Regions from separate parts of the Zea mays genome. Here regions 1 and 3 are each linked to region 2. The links are chromatin contacts, called in public Hi-C maps. All regions are on one chromosome and are shown on one strand. Each heading gives the region's core, a stretch centred on a gene start, on an enhancer-like site or on the middle of the called end of the contact. The rest is flanking DNA. Distances are from core to core; before and after follow the strand shown.

Region 1 (3,525 bases), core at 625-3,124, 180 kb before region 2:
AGTGCCCAATTCCAACTATTAACAAGACAAAATATGCATAGCTACTTGCTCTACAACCCAGAAATAACAAGGAAAACATCTGGTTCAATGACCAGATATAACACACCATGTTGTGGAATACACAAAACACATTCAGAAAAAGGCACAAAAGTGAAAACATAACACATGGGGAATATTATCAGTTATAGGGCACATATGACCATTGCATTTTCAATAAGCAAGTTAAGATATGAATCTACATGCTACCGTGCAGAATTCGAGCACCAAGAACAAACTAAATTCAGTTCCCATTATCACCATCGCTAACACCAGAGCAGTTCCTTACTCTACAAACCAAATTCATTGACAATTCAGCTTCTAACTAGAAAGTCTTCTGTTCTATTTCTAGAACTAACCCGCCATGAATATCAGTTGTCCACAACATAAATAAGCAACAGTAAAGCAATTGCAAGATTATCCTCCGGGCATCAGCTCATTATCCAAGTTTAGCATTTTTTACTCCTCACTGAAACAGGGTGGAACTAGGAAATCAGACCCTGAGAATCTGAAGCTTATTGGCGAATGCGATTGCAACCCAGTCAGGCTGGGTCGCCGACCACTGCAACTGCTCAATCTCTGCCCCTGCTGTATATGCCAAAATGGGATCAAGACCGCCCTCTGCTGCTGCTCCAGCGGCTGTGTTACCATTCCCATTGCCACTGCCATTGCTACCAGTTCCCATAGACGACAAATCCCATATCAGTGCCTGCATGTCATCCCCAGCTGTGCAGATGTGGCAAGAAGAGTGAGGTGCCCACGCAATGGCATTGACAGGGGCATGGTGACGGTGTAGCTCTACCACTGGCAGTGTTGGGTAGCGGATATCAAGCACAACCACCTTGGGGCTGTCCATGATGATGGTGGCCATGTACCTTGGGTCCTGCTTGTTCCAGCCCAACCTCACGAGTGGTGTCGGGGACGCAGTCCCACCATCTCCGGCGCCAGAGTTGGAACCGCCGCCGCTGCTGCCACCTGAACCAGACTCATAAATGATTGTGGAGTGCTCCTTGTCCCGTAAATCAAAGACGCGAACAGAGCCGTCGGCGGAGACGGAGGCAAAGACCCCCGCGCCGCCCCAGGCGATGTCGTAGACCTCCTTGTCGTGGGCGATGAGCTGGGTGTCAACGGCCTCGCGCTCGACGTCCCAGATTGTGCAGGTGGTGTCGATGGAGGAGGTACCGATGCGGCGCGGATCGGCGTCGTTCCAGTCGAAGGAGGTGAGCGGCCCGCAGTAGTCGCTGTTGCGGTTGCCGTTGAGCTCGGAGCGTAGCTCGATGCCCGGCTGCTGGGTGCCGTTGCAGCGGACGGAGCCGTTGTTGTTGTTGGCGGAGGCGGCGCCGTCCTCGGCGTCGTCGGAGGACGGGATGCGCCAGATGCGCAGGTGGTCGGCGGAGGTGGCGAGCAGGTCGGGGCGGAGCGCGTGCGGGTCCGGCATGAACATGGTCTTGGTGGGCGGGTACTGATGGTCGAAGGTGAGGACGGGGGCGATGTCACCCGAGGCCTCATCGAGCTGGACGACCTCGACGCGGTTGGTGACCTGCTCGAGAAGGCTGGCGATGGCAAGGCGGTATTTCTTATCGCGCCGCACGCTCCAGTTCATCGCGTAGATGTGCCAGGCGGCCTCGTACGTGTAGATCTCCGACCGCTTCGCCTCGCCGCCGCCACCGCCAACACCACGGCTGCCCCCGCCGTTGCCCTGCTCCTGATCCGCCCACGCGTCACCTTCGCCGACTCCGCCCATGGCTCCGCCGCCTTCGCGCCGCCGCTAAGGAAGGAAGGGACTCGAGGTGGATAGGGGAAGGTATCGGATTTGGGGGCTTCTGTCGAGGGGAAGAGAGGAAAAGCCGGCTGATTGATTGTAGTGTGCAGTGAAAGCGTCACATAGCCCATACTAGGTGAACGTACGTACCTGGCTAAGATATATGTTAAAATAAAAAAATCTATTTTTTATTTTATGTTTTTATCATCTTTTAAAGTTAAGAATTTTTACATAAGTTTTAACATCGAACAAATCCACCGTGTATATTAAAATACAGTGCTTATCGGCCACTCATGTAATCTACTCTTGTAACATAAAGTAATCAAAATTGGGCAATAATTACCAACCACCTTGTGTTAAGGTAGAAAAATAACAAAAAAAAATTATAATACATCATATCATGTACTGCATCTGAGTACAAGCACATATAGGTCCACCAAATAGATTTGTTATAAGGAAACAAAACGAAGAACTTTAAAACATGATAACAAAAACATAAAATGGAAATAATTTTTTTTAAATTTTAATATATCTGTCACAGAGTAAATCTCCGACCGGGTGGCGGAGTGCACCCGCCCTAAATCCTAAGATGAGGGGGGCTCAGCGTTTCACTTGATCGTTGGAATGAACAGGAAGAACTTAAGAACACACAAGGATTTAGAGTGGTTCGTGCCGCCGGAGCGTAATACCCTACTCCACTTGTGAGTTGTATTGTTTGGGAGCTTGTATGAGCTTAGCGAGTCTGAGCTTGTGTCTGCGTGTAACATCGTATGCCTCCCCTTTTATAGTTGAAGGGGGGCATGCACAAAGAGACCTTGAACCCCGACATGCGGGCCCAGAGACATAAGGTTAGAATACCCGGAGCAACTAATGTTGGTCACCTTGAGATATCTCCATGCGCCTTGACATCTACTGCCTAAGTAGACTTGGCGTGCTGCCAAAGGTTCCTCGGTATCGTCCAAGTTATGATGACCACTACGCGCGTACAGCGGCGTGGGCGTACTGCCCGCTGCTTGATTGGACAGGCATGTCGTCTGGTCTGGTCGACATCTGCCACCAGAGTGGACGAGGCGCATTAAATGCCGAGTCGGCACTTTGCCTTTCTGCAGGGCGGTCAGGCGGCGCGCTATCTCCCGCAATAAATGCAGAGATCGCGTGGCCCCGAAGCCTTACGTCAGGCCCTGCTCTCCGGCTTTCGTCACGGTCCGCAGGCCACGTGGCAGTACTGGCTCCCCGCGCGGGCGGGGAGCGTAGGCGTGCCTGGCAAGATCCCGACAGGTGTCTGTGCCGGACCCCTGTACGCCCCTGACTTAAGCCAAGGTACACCTCGCCCCGAGATCTCGTTGTGGACGGTCCGGACCTCACCTAGAGGGGTCCGGGTTCCGTCTTAGGGGAACACTGAGATCCCAATTAGGTATGTTGGGGTCCGGCATCCTCTCACGGGGGTCTGGATCCTGGCGGCCTCGGAGTTTGCCCCCGTGGCGGGGTAAGGCGCGTTTTACCGCGCCTTCTTACTATAGTAAGGGGTACCCCTGTTCCAGGGTACCGACAGTGGCCCCCGGGCCCGCCTCAGGGGAGGTTACGACCCTGTAGGTGGGGCTAAAGCCTGGTTGACGCGCCATTTCTGGGCACTTGTTGTCATAATTGTTGTCAATCTGTCTTTAGTCGAGCCGCCTGCCCCGTCCGTCCCCACAGCTGGCAGGTACGTGGCCCCCGCCTCCGCCGGT
Region 2 (3,834 bases), core at 960-3,459:
TCATCTCATCATCAGTGCAGGGCATCAAAACTCATCACAACCACCTTGCACATGATCGCGATGGAGACCTGGTGGTGGCCGGTGTGTGGGCAGGCACTCCGCCCTGGGCAGTGCAGAGCAAGCAGTGCTGTACAAGTAGATGTGGTTGGCCGAACCACGTCGAGCTAGCAACTCCTTCCGGGGGGAAGCGCAACCACCAGTAGACGCACTCACCTGGAGGCTGGATGTTTTTTTATATATATATTTGGAAATTCCTTGGATCAGAAAATTCTGAAACTAAAAAGGTCAGAGCCGGAGAACATGGATGATGTCGAAACGCGACATCGACACCGATGGAAGACAGAGAGGTGCGGTCCTAATCGCCATCCTAATCCTTATCCTAATCTGTCAGGTTGAAGCTAGGACTAGTAAAATCGAGACGGAATATTTGGGGAGAGAATTGACCTAGCACTAGCAGCAACCAGCGATAGCCACATCACGTCGTCATCTTCGCCCTCGACTCAGGGCTTCTTCAGCTGTGGTGCCTTGCACCTCCCCTCAAGAAATCTAACCAAGGCCCTGTTTGTTTCAGCTTCTGTCAGCTTCTGGCCACCAAAAGCTGCTGCGGACTGCCAAACGCTCAGCTTTTCAGTCAGCTTCTATAAAATTCGTTGGGACAAAAACCATCCAAAATCAACATAAACACAGAATCGGTTGAGTCGTTGTAACAGAATCGGTTGAGTCGTTGTAATAGTAGGAATCCGTCACTTTCTAGATCCTGAGCCCTATAAACAACTTTATCTTCCTCCACACGTAATCGTAATTATACTCAGATTCTCCCCACAGCCAGATTCTCACCACAGCCAGATTTTCAGAAAAGCTGGTCAGAAAAAAGCTGAACCAAACAGGTACCAAACCGGCCACTGATTGAAGATCTTTTATGTACGGGTACGAACTCTTCACCGAAGAAACACAGACCATGAGTCCATGACCATCACACCACAGACAGAAGGACACAACAAGGGTGATGATACTTCAATACTAGTAGCACGTAGAATGGTAAAGAGAGGCAATTAATTACATGGAAAGGCATCCAGTTTAACCTTCTCCCCAAATCAGGATCCAGTTCACCAGTTGAGAGGAGCAGCGGTAGCAGTGGCAGGAGGAGGAGAGTCTCGTCTTGGCAAGGAAGAAGGCGGGACGGCCGGCAATCAGGAATTTAGAACCACAACCAGCACGAAGGGAGGAAACGGGTAGGGGGGAAGAGGCAAAACAGCGCGGATCACAACAAGAGGGAATAATAGCTTCACTCCTTTCCTTCTGACAGACTGACACGACAAGTATATCCCATCATCTTCTCACTTTCCCCACGCCTCGCCCGTCTTTGGCCTCGGACACTCACAGGGCCTCGACGGTGCGGGAGGAAGCGGAAGACGAGACGCCCTGCGCCGGCGCGGCGGGGGAGGCCGGCGGGGACGGGTGCGGGTGGCCGTGGCCGTGGCCCTGGGAGTTGGTGCGGTGGAGCCGGCACTTGAACGACCCGGCGTGGGTCGCGGGCGCGCACACGCACTTGGCCCCGCCGCCGCCGCCGCCGTGGCTGTGGCCCGCGGAGGACGCGGAGGAGAAGCTGCGCCGGAAGTTGCGCGGCGATGCCGCCGCCGCCGCCGCGCCGCCCGTCGGGGTCGTGCTGGTGCTGTGGCTGTGAGGGCCGTGGAACCGTCCCTCCTCGCCCGTCGTGTCCACGTAGTTGGACGCCATCGATCGCTTTTTCTTCCTCCCCGCTCTCTGATCTGCTGCACATGCCAGGACATAGGCCATCATCAGCCAGCGGCGCAACGCGACATCCAGAAGGCAAGGCAAGGCAAGCCGCAATACTTAAATGCGGGGGGAAAATAAATAAATTGAAATCCAGGAGTAAAGATCCTTGTGCGTAACGCAGCGAACGGCACAGGGAAACAAATTAACTGCGTTCGTAAATTCAACTTAAGAGGATGTTGCTGTATCCTCCACTACGACCGAACGAACCCAGGCTATCGTTCGTTCAGTGACGTCCCAGTTTTTACAGTTGCACAAGACTCACTTTCGGTTTCAGGGTTAACATAATATAAGCGAGATTTCTTAGCGTCTCATCAGGAGTACTACTAGTAGATAAGATCAAGCGAGGACAGGAGAGAGGAGGCTACCTACGGACGAAGACGACGGCGGCGGCGGCGGAAGAAGACGGCAGCAGGCTCACAGAGCGGCAAACTGCGTTATCCAGGCCTTGGCGCCCGTTTTATAGCCGGCGAGAGGTCAGAGCAGAGGTGCCCGCGGGCAGGCCGGGTAGGGGCTGCCCGGGAATCCCTCCGCCAACCCAACCCGTGGGCCCCTCGGGCCCACAGGCCATCGGCGCACAGCCCTTCACCCTCGCTGGGCTGGATCCAAACGAGGACGCCGATGCCCTCCGGTGCGGTGTAACCGCTGCCCCCCCTCCCCCACCCCGGATCTCGTCGTTTGCGCGGCAACGGATTTGGATCCATTCGGGCCCGGCGGAGAGGACACGCTCCTGGCCTGCTGCTACGTGCGCACTGCCTAGTTTTACACGCGTACTTGTGGGTATTGTACTCCTTGTATATCTTTACTGCTTTTATTATCTGCATCAGTTTATTCACTCGTCCACATATTCAAACTCTATTATACAAACGATGGACCAAAATCTCTACCGCGATCTTTCGCGGCGATGGAGACGGAGATTTTTCCTCCTATGCAAACAGGGAAGATAAGGATATATACAATCAAGATAGAGAAAAATATATCACAAGCTTGTACTGCGGGCTGCAGGCTGCAGCAACGTACGTACTGCCTACTTGGATCTCCTGCTCCACCGGTTTTTCAACGGAGCAATACAAGCGCCGTCCCGCTCTGACGCTTCCCGGGCCACTAGTACCGTCCCGCCGGTGACCGACGTACCGATCGATTGTGACTGTGTGGATGCGGCCTCCCCTACCCCGCACCGCAGTGACGGGATAGCCGGTAGCCACGGCGCCGCCACGACGCCGGACGGTGCCGAAGTCCTCTCCCACGTCTAGTGTGACGATAGGTTATATAATGTATACTATAAAATTTAAAGATCAATTTAGGATCAGATTTTATTTCTATTTTATTTTTCAACTAGAAATAATTTAAAACTTAATAAATTATAAAGAAACATTTAAATCACAATCTATTATCATCTCTACCACGTGAGGTCACTCTTCTACACGCGAATTTTAGGCCGAACGGGTCGGCAAGCCCCGATGGCTGCGCGCCGGCTTCCGCGTGGTCAGCAGGACGGTGAACCCTGGGTCCAAAGCCGCTCCTGCGAGCCACCACCAACGTCGATGGACGGTGCGTGGCAGGTGGCACCTCACGGAATCACACGGTCGGTACTCGGTGGGCGATGCCTCCTCCGCGGCTCCGCAGCGTCTCCGGATGCCTTCAGCCCGGCTCAGCGGCGCATGCGACTTCCTCGTCCTGACGTCTGATTTTCTGAGGCAGCCATCCAAGGCATGGGCTCATCACAATTCACAAGATGGAAGTTTAGAGTTGCCGTCCATCGTCGGACGCGTTATCCTTAGCGACCTGGCCGGGAGACTCCGGGCTGCCATCAGACGCATTGCCGTTGCGTCTTCGCCACTGCTTGCTGAACTCCTTCCTCGTCCTAGGTTTCGGTCCTCACCCGTCAAGTTATCAGCCGGTGTCGTGTCTCTGCAAGTGGCCGGCTTGCATTGTTTATCCATCGTCCACCCGATGAAAATATCGGGCGGAACAGGTCAGGCGTGCGTGATTGCAAGCACGACAAGGGACAAGAAAAAACAAAGCGTCGTGGATAAACAT
Region 3 (3,777 bases), core at 111-2,610, 220 kb after region 2:
CATGGCTCTAGTTGAGCGCTGATAAAGTGAGCGGCAGTAGTGCTTGATTTCTTTTAACGTCGCTAATCTGAGTCTGATGGAGAAGAATGTTGAATTTACTGTTCTGGGGAATCTGAATTTCATAGAGCGATAATTTATCGTGGGGTCGATTTATCTGTTTTTCCCCCTTGTATATGGAGCTGACGAAGCTGTCCTAAAAGGCCGTATTAATGGCGTGTACAAAGACATGGCTAGTGACCACTGACCAGGCGACCATGAGCAATGAGTGAAACAAAAGATTGTTCTTTTTTTTCTTCTCTCTTTTGCGAAAGGGCCATGCACTGTTGCACCCAAAAGCAAGCAAAGCTGTGGGGGGGGCGGGGGCAGTCCTGAATGGCACGAAGAACAGAAGAGATGAGAAACAGCAAGCGGGCGCGCGGGAGGGCGGGATCGATCATGGGGGCACGCGACAGTTGGAGACACTCCACGCCCTTCATCACGACGGCGGCGCATGATGAGTGAATGAGTGGCCTGGGTCGGTCGGTCCGTCGGTCGATCGATCGATGCCCCCCCGCCCTCTGTCCGTGCCCATGGATGCGCGAAAACGAAAGCGCAGCGGCCGAGCGAGCGACGGTAATGGCAGCTCGCTAGCAACGGACCGATCGAGAAGCGAGAATCCAATCCGTTCGAGAATCCATCCGCTAGTGTGCCATATGGAATGAGTAAGTATGAGTAGTAGCAGGAGGGGCGGGCGTACCAGGACGGTTATGCCGCGGAAGACGTCGAGCGAGGCGAGGCGCTGCTGCCGCGCGGCGGGCGACGCCGACGGGGCCGGCGAGGGCGGCGGGGCGCCGGCGACCTTGCTGGCGCCGGAGCCGGACTCGAGGTCGGCTCCCGCGGCGCCCGCCGCGTCGTCGCTCCTGACGAGCTCGTACCCGCCCATGCTGGCCGGCGCCGTCCTCCTCTGCCTGCAGCGCGGCGACGGCGACGGCGCGACGGCGATGGGGCCGGGCAATGCCCTCGCTCCTCCTGCTGCATTTCCATCCGCCGACGCCGCCGCCGCCATAAACAGACTCAGATACGGGAGAGGGAGAACGAGACCAGGCAAACCGATCGAGAGAGAAAACTGCTAGATTAGATCGGTAGAAAAAAAAGGAGAACTCCCGGTCCGCGCCTCCGCCTTACCTGGGCGGGCGGCGGCAGCAGCAGTTGCGCTGGCTTGTAGTTCGGGTTCGGGAACGGGACTCCCTCCTCCCTGCCTGTTTTTTTCTTCTTTTCAAGCGCAACACACTCGCGTGATCTCCCGCGCCTCCAGAAGAACTCCCTTGTACCCGCTTGCCGCGTCTGTTGTTGCGGCCTTGCGGAGGGGCGATCGATCTCGCTCGGACCGCTGGAACTGGAACTGGACGGTCGTTGGTGTTAAGTAACCTTAGGGTTATGTGGGCAAATACCTGCTTTGCCCCTGAGGGGTCTCACATCTCTATATAAGGAACCTGTACACCCTCTCATAATACAGAGATCAGAAAGAGGCCAGAGGCCCAACCCTATATCCAGTGTCTCGTGTGTTTCCTCTGTCGTGCTTATGGGAAGGGAGACGGGTTCTCTACATCTTCTTACGCCTCTACTGCTGACGGGAGGGAAGGGAGCGGATCTGGTGGTCCGTGGTAACGTAGTTCTTAATACGTTATCAGCACGCTCTACCTCGACGTTGCTGCTGGATCAGATCTGCATCAACTCTCCGTCAATCCGGCAGGTCTTCGGCCTAGCCGAACTGTCCTACGCGACAGGCTTCGATTCTCCCTCTACGCAATCGAACGGTATGTTTACTGTTCTTGATCTGTTGCTGTGCACGGGCTACGATTTGTGTGCGACGAACTTGCCATCGCTGTCGTGGTGCACTGCGCCTGAGCTGAGGCATGAGGCCGCGCCAGGAGCCGCACCCACGCCAGCAGTCACGCGGCCCTGGCAGCCGTGCCGGTGCAGGCCGTGCCGACAGTCGTGTCGTGCTGGCCGTCGCGCCAGGAGCAGCACCTGCGTCTGCAGTCGCGTCAGAGCCAGGCTGCGCTGGGAGCCGCACCCGCACAGCCAGTGCGGAGATGAAGAGCAGTTCGGTCCTATTCTTGTGCATCTGCATGAGAAGATGAAGACCAGTGGGGTCCTATTCTTGTGCGGCTGCATGGGGAGATGAAGACCACTTCAGTCCTATTGTTGTGCGGCTGCATGAGGATGAACTGATGGCCGAGCGTGTGTTGCATGCGTGCATGCAAGGAGGACCCATGCAGCCGCCCCAACTACTCGTGTGAAATTTGCATGTGTCAGTTAAAGATCCTAACAAAGTGGCATCCGTACGAGGACATAATTTTTTCATTTAAATTTCTGTTGGATTAAGAAACTTTGGTATAATTTTAATTTACATGCATGCTCTATGTTATTTATTTCGTGTTGTAAATAACAAGTAGAATAAAACATGTTTTATGTTACCATTTCTACTTTAATTAATTATTTCCCGCAGTAAATAATTAGTGCATGTTTGAATATGGAAAATGTCTTTTACACCTGATGTGTTATGTTCATGTATTAATTATTGTGTTCATTTTTTCTGCATTAATAATTATTTCCCGTAGTAAATAATTAGCAGAAAATTATTAAAATGCATGTGAAGGTTATATTGTGTATACTCAAATCGCTCTAAATATTTGTGTTGCGTTGAACTTTTGGGCTCACGTCGAGCGATTAAATTGTATAGTGGGTACTCAGACACGTCGATCAGACTACATTATTAATCGACCGAATTATGGCATTGGCTGGGCACTGGCTGCGCCCTGGCAACACGACGCAATATTTGTGTCGTACGAACTTGGTTGCGTCATGTGATTACTGCTATGTTGTACTCTCGCTTAATCGGACCACTCCTGTTGAGTTGGACCGGCATCGCCGAGTCACGTATTTTTTGCATGCCCTGTAGGCACGGTTCGTCTGTCGTTATCACCGAGCCACAATTGCGTCTGTTGCGCATGTTGCGTGGATTTATCGTGTACCCCAATTATCGAGCCATAATTGTGCCTGTTGCGCTTATTACGAAGGCTTGCTATACTGTCGTAGCCCTGATGGCCGCACACACGTTGATGCTAGATACGCTAGAGCTTGTACTCGCGTGGATTGTGGTGGGTTGTTCAAGGTCCTGAAGTCATATTATGCGCAACCTTCATAAACAATTTTGTTTGGCTCTATATTTTATTTGACTGTGTTGTGTGGCATATTTATATATCGCCAAGTGGCCATAACAACTATACCAAGCTCTATAGTGCTTGTAAATCTGGGAAATTAAATTAAAATACAATGAAACACAGATAAGTTCATTTTCCGTTCTCTCCTCATGCATAAAGTTTTACCCGAAGTAACCCGAAGATATATAATATAATGCATGAAAGCCATTTTGGCATAGAAGATATCACACATTGGGATTCTATTAGTAAGCAAAAGACCTTACCAAATGATTTAAGGATATAAATCTCAGTTATACATTGCTCAACCAGATGTTGACATGTTGCTCTCTTTGTCGTTGAACGACATGAAGCGAACTTTGAGATAAATGGCTAGTACCCTAGCAGCACGAAGTTACGAGTACATCGAAAGGTTATTCTGAGAATTTTTTCACTATGTTGGTGTGAAAACCATAGTGTGTTCCCGTCGAACCACTTTACACGTTCTATCTAGGACCTCTATGCTTGTGTCGCATACATCTCTCGGAATTGTAAATACTTATAGTCACTGAATTGACTCGGGATAGTCCTTTGA

The links. A called contact is a pair of places that touch in the nucleus more often than the background predicts.
Region 1: a Hi-C map of leaf shows a contact between it and region 2, with 5 times the contacts expected there. The contact joins the promoter of LOC100383192 here to the promoter of LOC100276641 in region 2. A contact is called at or near these places in 2 of 25 Hi-C or Micro-C datasets (ear and leaf).
Region 3: a contact with region 2 is called in a Hi-C map of leaf, with 9 times the contacts expected there. The contact joins the promoter of LOC100277415 here to the promoter of LOC100276641 in region 2. A contact is called at or near these places in 2 of 25 Hi-C or Micro-C datasets (endosperm and leaf).

Annotation. Positions count from the first base shown.
Region 1 is chr5:170,699,149-170,702,673 of Zm-B73-REFERENCE-NAM-5.0, forward strand. It overlaps LOC100383192 (WD40 repeat protein), which reads right to left and starts at 1,875. Exons shown (of 1, transcript NM_001175855.1): 1 at 175-1,875. The coding sequence starts at 1,780. The coding sequence ends at 530.
Region 2 is chr5:170,883,713-170,887,546 of Zm-B73-REFERENCE-NAM-5.0, forward strand. It overlaps LOC100276641, which reads right to left and starts at 2,210. Exons shown (of 1, transcript NM_001174570.1): 1 at 868-2,210. The coding sequence starts at 1,780. The coding sequence ends at 1,286.
Region 3 is chr5:171,107,797-171,111,573 of Zm-B73-REFERENCE-NAM-5.0, forward strand. It overlaps LOC100277415, which reads right to left and starts at 1,361. Exons shown (of 14, transcript NM_001150980.2): 1 at 1,165-1,361; 2 at 737-1,011. The coding sequence starts at 922.